2 separate regions of the Mus musculus genome follow, and region 2 is linked to region 1. A link is a contact called in public Micro-C data. All regions are on one chromosome and are shown on one strand. Each heading gives the region's core, a stretch centred on a gene start, on an enhancer-like site or on the middle of the called end of the contact. The rest is flanking DNA. Distances are from core to core; before and after follow the strand shown. Region 1 has its middle 20 kb from the start of Arhgap18. Region 2 overlaps Arhgap18 (Rho GTPase activating protein 18).

Region 1 (3,523 bases), core at 383-2,882:
CTCCCTCCCAGTCATCCCTCCTACAATCCTCCCCCTTATCCTTTTTCCCCTTCTCTGAGTAGGCAGAGCCCCTTGGGTATCCCTGTACCCTGGCACATTAAGTCTCTGCAGGTCTAGGTGCTTCCTCTCCTACTGAGGCCAGATAAGGCAGTCCAGTGAGTAGAACACATCCCACATACAGGCAACAGCTTTTGGGATAGCTACCGACTACAGTTGCTCAGGATCCACATGAAGACCAAACTGCACATCTGTGGAGGCCTAGGTCCTTCCTGAGTATGCTTATTGGTTAGTGGTTCAGTCTCTGAGAGACCCAAACGGTCCAGGTTAGTTGACTGTTATTTTTCTGTGGCGTTCCTATCCCTTTTGGGTCTGCAATCCTTCCTCCTGCTCTTACATGAGGGTCCCCAAGCTCCATCCACTGTTTGACTGGGGTTGTCTGCAGCTATCTGAGTCAGCTGCCTCAATGAAGACTCTCAGAGGATATCCATGCTAGACTCTTGTCTGCAAGCATAACAGAGTATCATTAATAGTGCCAGGGTTTGGTGCTTGCCCATCGGATGTAGCAGAGACTGAGGGAATGGCCAACTAACTGGTCACTGATCTATCTTTCATCTCTATTCCTCTGTTCAGCTATAGCACTTCTCTGAGAGCAGTGGTTCTAAACTTGTGGGTCAAGACCCTTCGGGGGAAATAAGTGACCCTTTGACATAGGTCACATATCAGATAATCTGCATCTCAGATATTTATGTGGCATTCACATCAGTAGCAAAATTACATTTATGAAGTAGCAACGAAAATAATTTTATGGCTAGGGTCACCACAACACAAAGGTGTTAAAAGATCGTAGCTTTAAGAAGGTTGAGAACAGGGGTTGGAGAGATGGCTCCGTGGTTAAGAGCACTGACCACTCTTCCGAAGGTCCTGAGTTCAAATCCTAGCAACCACATGGTGGCTCACAACCACCCGTAATGCGATCTGATGCCTTCTTCTGGGGTGTCTGAAAACAGCTACAGTGCACTTACATAAAATAAAAAACCTTAAAAACAAAAAGTTGAGAACCACTGTCTTAGAGGTTAAACGTAAACAGTGCACAGTGCTTGGGCTTGCACACTGCTACTATTATGTGAGAGGTATGTGGAATTGCATGTTTTCTTTAACATCCATTAAAAAAAGAGTAAGACTCCTCCTTTATTAGAGCACCAGTGCTGCTCTCTTTCCCATTGTGTGAAGATTTAGTTAATATATGAAGTGCTGAGAACAGTGCCTGCGGAGGTTAATCCCTCAGCCATTAGCCGGCCAGTAATGCCTCTCCGAGACAAAAGGAGCCCAGTATTTATGCTCCTGTCCAGTCCGGCCGTGAGCTGTCTGAACTCGGCACTGGGCTTTGTGTATCTCAGGCGGCAGAAATCAGTCAGTACAGGGTGTCCACGGGGACACAGGTGAACTTTGAGTGTTTCCCAAGAGAAACATAGAACACCCACCCTCTCTCCTTTTATAACTATTTCAGCTGAAGGATCGAATGTTTAATATGAATTTCTATTAAAAAACCAAATTCCTGATCTCAGAGTGTTTATTGTATTTTGACTGGTTATCACTGGCGCCCCCTGCAGGATTGATGAAGTATTTTCTTGGCCTGCCTCGGCTTGGCTGGGAAATCCTCTGAATGCTTTGTGATTTGGCAGCATACTGCAGCTCTGCAGTAGGAGGCCTGCAGAGAGCATTTTCTACCCGCCGTAAGGTTACCTGGGCATTCCAGGGTGGTGGAAAGGCATGTGATAAGGAAAAGAGGATATGCTAGGGATGGAGAAATGCTCTGTCTGGCCTACTTCGGAATCCCTTACCACTCTTTGGTGGTATCCTCTGATGCCAGGAGTTGAGCTTCTCTTCTTCAAAATGGTGGGCTGTCACAAAGCTTATTGGTGAGTACGAGCAGCAAGGCATCTGGAGAATCCACTGTAGTGTCTGTCCCACACTACACATGTTTAGTATCCGCTCCCGTCCAGTTTACAGGGTAACCCAAGCTCATCCCCACTGGCTCTGCTAAGGGTAAGGCTTTCTTTTGTTTAAGCATGTCCTTTGCTGCAGAGGGATTTTTTTTTTTTTTTTTTTTTTTTTTTTTTTTTTTGTCTTTCAGCCAGCAGGTGGCAACCAAATTAAAGCTAAAAGCTCATCTTATTTCAACATGGGTAAAAACATTGGCTTTTGCATGACGAAATGGCAGGTTGGACAGAGAGCATTTGGAACTGAAGGAGTGACACCAAGGGAGTGCTCTCCACGCTAGACCATGGGTGCCGAGGCTGGCTTTCCTGGGCCTCCCTTTGATTTCGGTTTCTGTATATCCGAGATCCTGAAGGATCCTGCTTCTTACGACACTGTACTGTAAGTAAAATGACTCGCATGGGGAGTGAGTCCTAAGTTGACATGACAGGCTCCCTGGACAGATCAATGCTGTTTGTGGGTTTGCATATTTTGAGGTTTTAATTTATCAAACGGCGAAAATGTCACTGCTATCCTGAGTATTGCCACCATGAAAACACACACAGCATAGTTCATGGCACACAGCGCATACATGATTGAGCTGCACAGATTAAATGACTTATGCTATGCTTATAGACACATGTCCGGTGGATCATGGGATCACATGTAGTCTGACTAACCCTTTCCTCATTGGATGAGGACGTGGAGACCTAGAATGGTTAATTTCTATAAAGTTACAGAGATTAATAATAATAATAATGATTATTATTATTATTATTGATTACAAATTGTGGAAAGCACAATTCCCAAAGCCAATAGTTTTAATTTTCCCCCCAATACCCCAGGGTTCCTCATTATTTCTCACTGGTGTTTGATGGTACTGAGCCTGGCTTGCCATTGAGGGCTAACTGCCCTGTTTTTAAAGACTGGCCAGGATGGGCAGTGTGGTACCACCATAATGGCTGTATTCAGAAGTGTCCCGAGTCACCATCACATGATACGTGCTGCTAGCTAAGGTCCCTTGAGATAAAGTCAGTCCTGAACAGAAAAGATAACCCCTAATACTAGTTTTCTCTCTCAATGCCAGTCAGCCCTGGCTACGTGTCTCTCCATTAGAAGACGATTCCCACTGACTATTGTACCAGTGCCGTGTGATTATCTGATTGGCCAGTAGATACGTCTATTGCTGTATTCTAGGGAAAAGAACCAACACCATGAACTTGCTTACTAGCTGATCTGAAGGTTTGCTAGGGATTTGCCAAGTCCTCTAAAGGAGTAGCCAGAAAGGCAAACATTTCCTTTGTTTAGCTTGCTGCTTACCACTCTTGGTTTTATGGTATCCATAGAGGGAAGGGAGGGCTGGTCAATCTCTCTTTGCTTAGCTGATGACTGTTACCATGTAGCTGCCAGTGTGAGGTCTATTGGTTACCACGCAGATGGTGGTCCATGTCTGTCAACCGATCATGGATTCATCATATTGGAGATAAAAGAAGTTTGGAAGGGTCCCCAGTGGAAAGTGGCCCACTTTTTTTTATCTTATGTTTAA
Region 2 (3,523 bases), core at 599-3,098, 130 kb after region 1:
GTAGTAGGGAGCTGGGTGAGACAGAGTCAGGATGAGTAATAGCAACGGAGTTTGGATTTTAAAAGGAGAGGGAACAGAACACTCCAGGTGGGAGCAGAGGAAGGCTCTTGACAGGAGCCGCGCAGTTGGCGGCTTTGACAGAAGGAACAGCTTTGGGTAATTTCTAAGAAGGGCAGTTAAGTGGATTCAACTGTGTCAACTGGTCCACCCGGCCTGTTGTCATAGGCCAGATCGTGGCGCAGCCAGCCCCTTGTAAAGGATTTATTTACAGATGATGTGCTGCTAATGGTTGGTCTCCCTACTCCACTGAACCTTCTGTACCCCTTCTTGCCTCTTTCCCCCATTTAGCGTTAATTTCCCTCTTCGTTTCTTCTCTCTCCTTCTTTTCTCCTTCCCTGCTCCTTTCTCTTTCCTCCCTCACTGCTCTTTGACTCCACCCCCCAGTTTCTGAGGTATCAGCCATGCTTCTCACCAACTACAAAAACAATTAGGCAAAAAAATTGGCTAGGATTTGGTTCGGAGAAAATGTGGTAAGGTTACTCTATCAGGAGAGGATGAGCCTCAGTATGTTACTGTATAACAGAGGCTGTAGCTCGATACTGGAACCCTTTCCTAGCACACAGAGGTATAGGGATCCATCCCCAGTGAAACAAAAGAAACAAAACCCACAACCTGTCCTTTGAGAAAGTGGCTCCAGTAATAGACACTTGGAAACATTTTTGACACAATAAGTCTTATGCCACGTTAAAAATGAATCTTGAAAAATAGTCCTCACACACTAAGTTGATTTAGTAGCAGTAGTAGATGGCTTGGCACGTCTCATAGAGTGCTTGAAGTGAGGGGCCTCAGCTTCCACGTTCTGCATGGACTCACTAAATTAACTTGGGCTGACAGCAGAATGGTGGGACAGTGAAGGCAAGTATCTTTCCATATTTCTATGACTCCTTATCTACAGGATTTGGCTTTACATTTCTCAAAGGTAACAAAATTGAGGTAACATCTGTGTAAGATTTGGATTTGTTCATTTTGCTATGTAATATGCCTCTAAATAGCTTTAAAAACATTGTCTTGAATTGTAATTTTTTTTTTTAAATAACTAATGGTAGTGTTTAGGTTACATGCCGAGTAGAAAGTGATTTTAACTGATCTTTTAATTAAATCTTTGCTAATTAAAGTGTGTGAAAATGTTTAAACTCTTTTCTTAACCTTGGGTATAATTTCTTCACTTAAAGGACAATCAAAGTTGGGAACGATATTTTTCTGTGTAACAGAAACACATTGACTTTTGCTATTCAGATATTTCTTTATAGATTAGAAATCTTATAAGATGAAAAACAGATCACACTCTCAATAGGGAACAAACGTACTTACTGCTAATTTCTGTCTCCCCTTGTGCCATTTAGAATCTTTGCCAAGAACTAGAAGCGAAATTTTACGAGGGGACTTTCAATTGGGAAAGTGTCAAACAGCACGATGCGGCCAGCCTGCTGAAGCTCTTTCTGAGAGAATTGCCCCAGCCACTGCTGAGCATGGAGTATCTCAAAGCCTTCCAAGCTGTCCAGAGTAAGTGTTTTCTACCTGGAAGTAGCCTGGGGGTGAGTTCCACCCACGTTAATTGTCTCAGTGACAACTGTCATCATAAGGCACCGCACTACCAGACGTGTTTCCTTAGATAAGTTGATTCACGGATGTCAAGAGTTGTCAGATGCTACATACCACTTTCCTTTCATTCATATAATGTCTAAGTAAACATAACTGAATATTCTCTTCAGGTGCAGATAAGTTGCATGGCCTTTAAAAACACAATGCATCTAGTGTTAAGACCTGGAAACTTTGAGTTTCTCTCTTAATAGCATGAGTCACATAGATCTCTGTTGTGGTTTTCTTGCCAAGTGTTGAAAGGAACACAGAGTGGAGAAACTGTGGATTAGCACTTACTATAAAAACACAAAGAGATATAGTATCTACGGCCATTTCCTGAAAACGTAAATCTGTAGCTGTGTAGGAGGATGGGACCCTAGTGCTTTGTTGCTTCATTGTAGGGACCCTAGTGCTTTGTTGCTTCATTGGTAGAGGGCTGCAAAATTCTGGTGTTCGTCCAATTTCTGGTCCTGGAAAACTCCAAATTAAAATAAGTAATCTGTCTTGATACCTTTCCAGGGAGGAAATACGAAGATCTTTCAAGGTTTATATAGTGCTATGGTTTTCTCATTTATTCCTAGGGGCCACCAGGACAGGAAAGGGTACTCTAATGATGTTCAAGTAATCTTATCTTTAACTTCCAAACCAGAACACTTGGTGAGTAGATGAGGTTGTTATTAATAATGGCAGAGAGATATAGTGCCCACTAGCACTATCACATACTATTTTTTAGGTGTGCAATTTTGGGGTGAGTGTCTAAATTATCTTATATCATAACTTTTCCCCTCAAAATATCTAAAGAAGATAAGAACACTGCTATTTAAAGTATTTAATTTCTTTTTAACACCAAAACAAAAATCCAAAAAAAAAACAACCCCAAAAAACAAAAACAAAAACCCTTTTTTAATGATTAAACTCCATTAATTTTTAATGTATTTCCTGGATATGGACCAAATTGTTGCTTGCTGACAAAGTGATCCTGATGAGATTTTAATTTCTCTGGATATTAGGTACCGAAGATAATGGCGTATACTTCCTGGATGTTTCACTTGCTGTTTGGTTTCTCATTCATCCCATAAGCATTTATTGAGCACCTACTATGTCCCATGCCCTGTTTTGCCTATGTGTATCAGAATGGATAGACTCTCCTCTTGTGTTTTGTTCCCTTGACGTTTAGAAGAAACGACCCCCAGTGCTCAGGAAGCCCCCGTGGGTAGCAACTCGTGGGCAGTCTGATCTTCTCTCTGTTTCCATCAGAGAGTAATTACCACATGGAAGTTAGAATTATTTCCAAATCACTGCTGTGTGTCTGCAAACATAAGGCTGCTCGTCATGGAATCACAGTTGGAAGCTAGCATCCTAGGACTGAGGGTGCTCTGAGCAGCTGCTCGCTCTGATCTCCAGCAAACGCTCCTGGTGAGGCTGGCTGCTCAGTCTTCGTGTCTGGCATTTCACTGGAGTGTTTACACCAAATAACTTTTTTTTTTCCTCTTTAAAAATGGAAAAAAAGAAAGGAAAGTACTCCCTAAAGTTTCCATATTTCTTTGATCTATCTGCAGATCTTCCAACCAGAAAGGAACAGTTGCAGGCTTTGAACCTCCTTGTCATTCTTCTACCTGACGCAAACAGAGACACACTGAAGGTCAGCTGCTTAATTTACACTAAATATCCCTTTGAACTATGCATAGCAATTTTTCATTTATTTGTTGAAAACCAATACAGTGCTTATTTTGGAAACAACAATGTTCACCTGAAATGGAAAAGCGTGTTTTTAAGGGCAGACCCTGAGAGGTAGCCTTTCACTCTGAGTTACTTTGCTAGGTTGCTAGTTCTATCTGTGTTTCTGAGCATTTTAAGAGGGTTTATTTGTGTGTGTGCATGC

Evidence for each region. A called contact is a pair of places that touch in the nucleus more often than the background predicts.
Region 2: a Micro-C map of the HL-1 cell line shows a contact between it and region 1, with 3 times the contacts expected there. The contact joins two enhancer-like sites. A contact is called at or near these places in 12 of 39 promoter capture datasets (the 3T3-L1 cell line, 3T3-L1-derived adipocytes, the C10 cell line and 9 more), 2 of 15 datasets of contacts at CTCF or cohesin (CD8 T cells and the NIH/3T3 cell line), 102 of 484 Hi-C or Micro-C datasets (the 63-12 cell line, the AML12 cell line, B cells and 64 more), 14 of 115 datasets of contacts at active chromatin or transcription factors (the 230-238 cell line, CD8 T cells, the HPC-7 cell line and 11 more) and 4 of 9 other capture datasets (adipose tissue, embryonic stem cells, liver and 1 more).

The regions. Positions count from the first base shown.
Region 1 is chr10:26,751,124-26,754,646 of GRCm38.p6, forward strand. No RefSeq gene overlaps it. Among named protein-coding and RNA genes, the nearest start is that of Arhgap18, 20 kb to the right of the region's middle. Within about 2 kb of position 1,633, at least 53 of the 459 cell types and tissues checked have an H3K27ac peak or open chromatin away from gene starts, as enhancers often do. A contact at or near this core is called in the HL-1 cell line, where this site is marked.
Region 2 is chr10:26,877,488-26,881,010 of GRCm38.p6, forward strand. It overlaps Arhgap18 (Rho GTPase activating protein 18), which reads left to right. Exons shown (of 15, transcript NM_176837.2): 9 at 1,404-1,563; 10 at 3,201-3,283. Among named protein-coding and RNA genes, the nearest start is that of Gm30534, 87 kb to the right of the region's middle. Within about 2 kb of position 1,849, at least 25 of the 459 cell types and tissues checked have an H3K27ac peak or open chromatin away from gene starts, as enhancers often do. A contact at or near this core is called in the HL-1 cell line, where this site is marked.